Regions from separate parts of the Mus musculus genome. Here region 1 is linked to region 2. A link is a contact called in public Hi-C data. All regions are on one chromosome and are shown on one strand. Each heading gives the region's core, a stretch centred on a gene start, on an enhancer-like site or on the middle of the called end of the contact. The rest is flanking DNA. Distances are from core to core; before and after follow the strand shown.

Region 1 (4,268 bases), core at 480-2,979, 5.1 Mb after region 2:
AAAGATCTATGTGATATGCTGTTTGGTAAAAGGTCAATAGGAGAAGCTACGTGGCAAGGCTGTGAGCAAGAATTCAATCTGAATCTGTACAGTGTGCCAAAGTAAAACATTAAGAGAAAAAAAATACCCTAATTTTAATTACAGGGGTTCTGAAAAATTCCTAACCCCAGCACATTGTAAAAACCACACTATGAGCCGGGTGTGGTGGCGCACGCACGCCTTTAATCCCAGCACTCGGAAGGCAGAGGGAGATGGATTTGAGTTCGAGGCCAGCCTGGTCTATAAAGTGAGTTCCAGGACAGCCAGGGCTACACAGAGAAACCCTGTCTTGAAAAAACAAAAACAAAAAAACAAACCACACTATGGTCAGAGCCCAAACTAACAATCTTCTCTAATAGACTCGGGGCTCCTGTATTTCCTGCACTCCCTATTATACCACTCCCCACTGTCACATCTCCTCTCTCAAATTCCATCTTTGAGAGGTCATTTACAAATTCAAAGATTTCAGAAGTGAAACCATTTTCACTTGGGTTACTGTATAAAACACTACGTACTTGTCTCACTGTTTGCACTATACTTCTCTCTAGCTCCAGTATAGGTCAGAGAGGATATTTTGGGTTCCTCACCTCCTGCCTGCTCCTTCTGGTCCCTCCCCTTCTGTGACCTACCCCCTGCTGGGGCCAACCCTGATCTGTCACCTCTCCCTCCTGTCCTACCTTCCTAAGGTATTCAAAGCTCACCTGGAGGATCTTGCAAGCACACAAGGCATCCACGTCCGAGGCCACAAAGAGAAGGACCCTCTGTAGAAGCAAACGTGGACAGATGAGTTGAACACAGGGACGCTAAACTCTGTGGCAACTCTCTGACCTCCCGGCCCATCCACGGACACTCGCCCTCTTCTCCCCAGCCCCCAGATAAGGTTTGGATCAGGATCGTGGAATGGGAGTCACCTGGTTGTGGACCGTCTCGTAGAACTCCTTGCGGAAATCGGTCACGAACATAGCCACAGCGGCGGATACCTAGAACTGGCGCTGAGACACGGACAGCCCCGGAGGTCGTCAAGACTCCCGCCAAATCACAGCTCTTCTGATTGGTCCACGCCAGCAGCCAATAATTCTTAGCCTTTCCTCCTTTCTGATTGGTTCCTACTGGGGACAGCCAATAATGCTCTGCTATTCGCAGCTGGATAAGACCCGCCCGTCCCTCAAAAAATGAAACATCTTTCCTCAGGCTGCGAACCTTGTTGCCGGTGTTGACGCTAACGTCCAGTCACCCAAAACCACCTATGTTTGGCAGACATCTTTACTTCGGGAAGGAAGGTCTATTATCTGACCCTGGCATACTTAGAAAACAATATACTCTTAGACATAAAGTAAATTCAGTCACACATTATTTGAATGTGTTTCCAATAAGTTTCCAATACACGGTTCGTCGAATTAGAGTGAGCTATAGATTACTTCCGCCCGAATCCATGATGGCCGGGATCAACGCCGGAAACTCTAGCTGCATTCTGGGTATTGTAGTCCGTAAGGAGAACGGCTCCTATCAAGTTGTTTGGAAGAGAGTACTATCTAAACATTATAAACAGTCGCTATCCTGTGAAATCAATTATCAAGTGTTTTAATGTTTACTTTAAGTAATATTCAAACCTCAGGCCTTCCCATGACTTTCTGTTTTTCCGCCGCTGACTTCAGGCCTCCGTACCCCATCCCCTGCGGTGTTCCGTCACTTCCGGCGAGCCTCTCGCGGTTTCTGGGTTTCAGAGCAGTGGCCTGGACTGCAAAGAGGGAGCTGTGGGTTTTTATTGTAAGGTTCAGGAAAAGAAGCGGCATCACCAAACGCTGTCAGTCATGGTGAGTTGACCGGGGATCGCGAACCGGATGATGCCAGAGTTGCCCCTGGAGCTGGCAGGGAGGGCCTGGACCTGGTGGCGGAGGTGCCGAGTCACCCGGGCCTGCGTCGGGCCCCGACACTGTCCCGAGAGCTTCTGTCCCAAGTGGGACCCATAATTACGAGCCACCTCTTTTCTTCTTAGCTTGTCCGAGTCATGACTCGAATGCCTTTCGGCGGGACAGCAGCCCCGAGAGTAAAAAGGAACCTGCTACTTTATGTCGATAGTTCTCATAAGTGCTCGACACGCAACAAGTTTCCATGAACTCGGAGTTAACTGGAGATTTCTTGGGGGAGTGGCGCGAGGGAGGAGAAAACGAAGGACATTAAGCTCAGCCAAAGTTCCCTGACCTTTTATTTAGTAGAAATCATGTCTTAGGCTGTATGTCACGTTGTGTTCATCACGTTGTGATAACGACAATAGGTAATATGTAGTGCGCCTTTTTTCTATCAACGTATACTTATTTAATTCCTGCATTCCCCATGGAACATAGGTACGTAGTTATTATATTTACCGGTAGAACTAAAACTTAGAGAGGTGGTACTCAGGAAAGTGAGGCTCAGAGGTTGGAAGTCAAGTCCATCCGGCTGCAGTGATGTCTCATCACTCCTGTATATAGTGTTGACTCCGTGCCATTTGTTTGTTTGTTAAAAACAAGAAGTGATTATTAGATTTTTATCCTGAGTGTCACAGTAAGTCCCTGTCTAAGTTCATTTACATAACCAGCACTGAGTGTTTGATGTGTTAGGCATAAAAGCTTTAAAGGAAGTAACATGGATGATAGAAGCTCATGTTCATTGGTGGCTGAGTTGGAAGGATACCGTTCGGGTGTTGCATACTTCATGTACGTTGTTTATGTTCCAGAGAGAAGCAGTAGGTTAGATGGATGGCATAGGTGAAGATGCTTTGACGAGCACACACCCCCCACCCCCCAACCCCATGGCTCAAAAAAGGGCTTTGTGGGTTATGCACCTAAGACTGAGTCACACAGTTCTGGTACTTAAAGAAAAAGATAAAAGACTGAAGCACGCCTTTAATCCCAGCACTAGGGAAGCAGAGGCAGGCAGATTTCTGAGTTCAAGGCCAGCCTGGTCTACAAAGTGAGTTCCAGGACAGCCAGGACGATACAGAGAAACCCTGTCTCGAATAAACCAAAAAAAAAAAAAAAAAAGACTGAAAACTTGTGTACTAGTAACTGAAGAACAGTTTATTGGTGGGGGATGTTGGTGTGCACGTGGGCTTGAGAATAGAAGCCTTCGGGTGGGTATGTGAGCCCGTATGTGCATGTGAAGGTCAGCAGACTGTCTTGGATGTAGTTCTTCGTGTCTTGACTTTGCTGGCTGGTATGAGAAAATACTTGATATGCAGTGTGCAGGTCTGTTCTGTGCTGTGAGCACCAGGAGAAGCACTAACTCTGACCCCTGCCAAAGCAAGGGAGGCTTGCTGAAGAAGAAAAAGCATTGTTACTGAAAGCCAGGTGGAGGAATACATACATGGGCATCTGCTTTTCACCACCTGCAATGCTCTTTTGGGTTTCTTGCCCAGTTGACACTCAGACATGTAGGTCTTTAATGAGGGTCTCCTCCTGAACACTTGGTTAACATCCATTCTCGGGTGCTCTCTGTCCCGATACCTGTTTCTTGTCTTTAAAACTCCTAGACATAGGTATTTTATTGTTATCTTCCTTGTCTTTCATATCAAGTTCCCCAGGGCAGAGGTGATATCTGCCTGCAGTACCCAAACATTACTAAAGTGATATCCCCTAAAGTCCAGATTGGAGCCACACAAATGGTAGGCACTCAGGAAAAGAGGTGGCTTCTAAGTTAAGGATGGTGGGGAAAGGGCTCCAGGTGGAGTTACAAGTCCAGAGACAGAAACGTTAGGTTAGGAGATGGTGGATGGTCAGTAATGAGTCTCTGTGAAGTGTATGTAAGGCCCAGCCTTGATCCATCTTGAGAATAGGGAATAGTAGCAGAAGAATAGGAGGGGAAGGCCTGGTTTTATATTTAGTAAAGTTGCACTGTCTATAGATAATAGAAACTGGACCTGAGGGATGAGTTTGGGAGGCACAAGAAGGATTTGAGGTTCACCGTGCCGCCGAGGTGGTCAAAAGAACATTCTGGTTAGTTGAGATTTTAGTTTGCTGTGTTCTTTGACCACATTTATACGCACTGATGACTTGCTATGTTAGTGCTTGGCCTAAAGAAACATACCTTTGAGGTAGATACAGTGCACATTTGTGTACATTTGTTATGTGGGAGGCTAAGTCAAGGTCACCGGGATTCAGGACTTGATGACCAGCCTCTTTTTTTTTTACAGTGCCTTTGTTTCTTTGTTTTAATAATAATACCATTTCTTTCTTTCTTTCTCCTAGTTT
Region 2 (3,944 bases), core at 459-2,958:
CGCATACGTAGCACATGTGGGTCTACTGAGCTAACCAAGGAAGACTTGTACTAAAGCATTAAGTAATATCCTTATTTGTCGTCTAAGTACAGCCCTGGCCAGTCTCACAATACTATAGGTTTCCTCTTACATGATGTGTCTAGAGTGGTCACAATCAAAGACAAATGATGGCTGGTAGAGGCTAAAGGGAGTAATAGAATAATTCCATGAGTAGTTATCTATTTAAGATAGAAAAAGCCGGGCGTGGTGGCGCACGCCTTTGATCCCAGCACTTGGGAGGCAGAGGTAGGCGGATTTCTGAGTTCGAGGCCAGCCTGGTCTACAGAGTGTGTTCCAGGACAGCCAGGGCTATACAGAGAAACCCTGTCTCAAAAAACCAAAAAAGAAAAAAAAAAAAAAATCCAGAACTGGAGGATACCAGCTGGACAGCAACATGAGTGTAGTTAATGCTACCAAATTCCAAAACCACTTAAGAACAAATGCAATAGAGCTAGGAAATGTCTTGAAGCGTAAAGTGCTTGCCATGCAAACACGAGGACCTGAGTTTGGACCTTCACCATATAAAAACTGAGCATGTCAGCACACAGTAACAGGACCCCACAGCTGTCATCCTGGCACCTGTAACCCCAGCATGGATCTTGTAGGAGAGACAGATTCGGGGGGCCTGCTGGCCAGCCATCTTAGTAAAATACCCAGCTCTAGATTCAACAAGAGAAACACGTTGAAAACTTATTTTAAACATAAGCTACCCAAAAACAACCTCTGGCCTCCACTCATCATATACATATACATATTTGTGTGTGTGTGTAGTGTGTGCATTTCGAAATGATAAACTTGGATAGGTGTATTTTGTCACAGGAAAAAGACCTCAACCTAAACCCCCTGCTTTTTAACCATATACACCTAAATTAGTTTAAACAGCACCAGAACCATAATCTCTATCCAAAAATCTCACGCCCTGACCAACCACAAAACCACATCTCTCCCAGGCTTTTGCCATGACCAGTGAGGAAGGAGGCAGGGAGCCTTTGCAATACAAGGTGTAAGCCCAGAGCTTTCAAGGGAGTGATACCTGAAAACTCCCCATCGATGGCGAAGAAGTCAGCCTCCTCTATGGCCTGGTACACTTTGTGAAGATTAATCTTAAAATCTGCAGAGAAACCAAGAAAAGGCTCAGAACAGGTGGCCTGCCTTCCTGCCCACCAACTAAAGGGAGATGGGAGAAAGGGCCGGAGGAGCTCCCGGGGCATCGGAGAAGCGGAATAAGTGTTCAAGGACCACAAGGGACACCTCCTCCAGGGGTCACTAGATAAAGTATGCACGACTGAAAAGGGCTAGCCCTGAGCAGGTGAGCAGGGAAAAGAAAGGCATGGATGCCAAAGGTGCACGCTTTGCAGAGCGACAAGTCCCACCAGCAGCACCGCTTTTCAGAGGAAGTATTGCCCGGCGGGACTGACTTGTCCCGGGCCCCGCTAAACTCGAGAGGTCTGGGCCTAGCACGCTAGGTGGGCTTGAGGACAGGGATGGGGGTTGTGCGGCGGACACGCACTGCTCCGGATTATCTCCATCCTGCGGCGCAGACGGAACCTTGGCCCCGCCCAGGCTGACGCCGGTCCACGCGCAGAGTTCCGCAGCAAAAGCAGCGTGGGGATGTCGGAGGCCGCCACGAAACAGCACAGGACACTTCCGGAAACAGCGCGCGCCGCTGCGCCTGCGTCAGATCTGTGTCACGTTAGGGGCGGAGCCCGGGCCCTCCGGGCTGCCTAGAAAGGAAAAAGGGGCATTGCTATCAAAGTCTCAAGGCCTGGCCCATATGTTGGAGAAGTTTCCTGTCCTGAACCTGGTTGATCAAGAGACATATGGACTGGTTTCCCCTGGGTCTATAATTCCAGTCTGAGAAGGATGAGGCAGGAGAATTTGCAAATTCGAGGCCAGCTTAGGGAACATAATGAGAGTCTGTCTAAAAATTTTTAAATTAATTTTATATATACAAATATATAATTCTTGCTTAATTTGTGGGGTAAAGTGTTGGAGAAGTATACGTGCGCATTTGTGTGGCGGTCGGTGATCACTAGTAGTAAGCAAAGAAGGACCTCCCGTGGCTGTTCTTGTTCTCCACCTTCCTTGAGACAGGGTCTCTCTCACTGACTGAACTTGTTTCAGCCGGAGTGGCGCCTAAAATGCCAGTCTCTGACTCCCAACACTGGGTTTACAAGATTGCAGGGCTGTGCCTAGCTTTTTTTTCATGGGTGCTGGGGATTTGTCCATGAGTCTGGATGACTCCACAGCAAGTGCTCTTACCCACGGAACCATCTCTATGCCCCATATTGACTGAGTTCCGGTTCTATGCCACTCTGGTAGAAGAGAGACACTGTGATGACAAATCATGGTGGTTGTCCCATTGCAGCGTAAAACTTGGATAAGAAGAAAAAAAAAAAAAAGCCAGGCAGACATCAGACTTGCTACTTGGAAACATGATAGTTGCTATGGAGATAAAGAGCAAAATTCTGCAGCAGAGAGTGTTAGGTAATCAGAAAAGGCAGAGCCATTTTTGGGAGCCTACTTTGTGACCTAACACTCTACAAAAGTGGCAAGTACTCTTAACCTCTGAGCCATCTCTCCAGCCCTACATTCAGCTCACCTCAAAGAGTTTCAGGATTTTGTTAGCCAGCCCCTGCTGGCTTATTCCAGAGATAAAGTGTTCACAGGGGCTAGATAGTTGGCTGTTAACAACTGTAATCTTTCCAATATTTATCCTCCAAAGAGTAAATGAGACCCCGTGTGATGGCTATTCTTGGGTGTCAACTTGACAATATCTGTACTAAGCTACAATTCAGAAATGGAAGGCACACCTGTGAGAGATTTCCTGCTTGATTTACAGTGAGTGAATTCACTTCTAGTCCAGACCTCTGAGGTAGGAAGACATACATGCTTAATCCAGATCTTGAGGCAAGAAGACACACACCTTTAATCTAGATCTTGAGGTAGGAAGACACAACTCTAATCTGGGCCAACCTTCTGCTGGCAGCCTATGTAAGGACCTGGAAGAAGGAAGCGCTTACTCTTTGCCTGCTTACCCTGTAGGAAGTCCATTCCTTCACTGGCATTGAGGCCCTCCTTCCAAAAGACCAACTTAGACATCCAGCCTTGTGAGACTGAACAAGTACTAGAACCTTAGACTTGCTGGTCCCAGCTAGTCATTGTTAGATTATTTCCTCTCATATCTAAATATATACAGTTTGCTTCTTTATTTTAACAGAGTGCATTAGTGAGGGTAACCTAGGGTCACAGAACTTTGGAAATTATTCTCTGTCTCTGTGTGTATGTGTCTCTCTCTGCTTTGCACATCGGGAATGATGATACCTTTACCTGCCCTGGAGCTCGAACATCTCCCCCAGGATGCTGACCTTCAGAAACTTCTGTTAGAGACTAGACCTGATCTTCAGCTGAGATACATCACACAGGTGAGCAGCCTTGGGAAGATAGGCTTAGGACCATAGTTAGGAACTTAGTGTGAACCTTGTGTGATAAACCTCAGCGTAATACAACGTAACTTTCATTACACTAAATACTATGCATATCTATCTCCCTTCTTGCTTAAGACAGAGGCAGGTTGATCTACAGATTGAGTTCCAGGACAACCAGGGGTACACAGAGAAACCCTGTCTACAAACAAACAGGGGAAGTATGGTGGGACACACCTGCAATCCAACCATCTGGAGAGTTCATTTGAATTCAGGACTAAACCTGTTCTACAAAGGTTGTGTCTTATTTATTTATTTATTTATTTATTTATTTATAATATATGTGTGCTCTCCTGCATATGTATCTGCTGCCTGAAGATGGCATCAGATCCCATTACAGATGGTTGTGAGCCACCATGTGGTTGCTGGGAATTGAACTCAAGACCTCTGGAAGAGCTCCCAGTGTTCTTAGCCATCTCA

What was found. Hi-C and Micro-C count contacts between places; a contact is called where the count stands out from the background.
Region 1: a Hi-C map of regulatory T cells shows a contact between it and region 2, with 5 times the contacts expected there. The contact joins the promoter of Ufd1 here to the promoter of Parn in region 2. A contact is called at or near these places in 1 of 39 promoter capture datasets (cranial neural crest) and 2 of 484 Hi-C or Micro-C datasets (CD4 T cells and regulatory T cells).

What each region holds. Positions count from the first base shown.
Region 1 is chr16:18,810,565-18,814,832 of GRCm38.p6, forward strand. Ufd1 (ubiquitin recognition factor in ER-associated degradation 1) reads left to right here and starts at 1,730. Exons shown (of 12, transcript NM_011672.4): 1 at 1,730-1,853; 2 at 4,266-4,268. The coding sequence starts at 1,851. It overlaps Cdc45 (cell division cycle 45), which reads right to left and starts at 1,408. Exons shown (of 19, transcript NM_001358206.1): 1 at 951-1,408; 2 at 741-800. The coding sequence starts at 1,001.
Region 2 is chr16:13,666,462-13,670,405 of GRCm38.p6, forward strand. It overlaps Parn (poly(A)-specific ribonuclease (deadenylation nuclease)), which reads right to left and starts at 1,709. Exons shown (of 24, transcript NM_028761.3): 1 at 1,550-1,709; 2 at 1,073-1,150. The coding sequence starts at 1,568.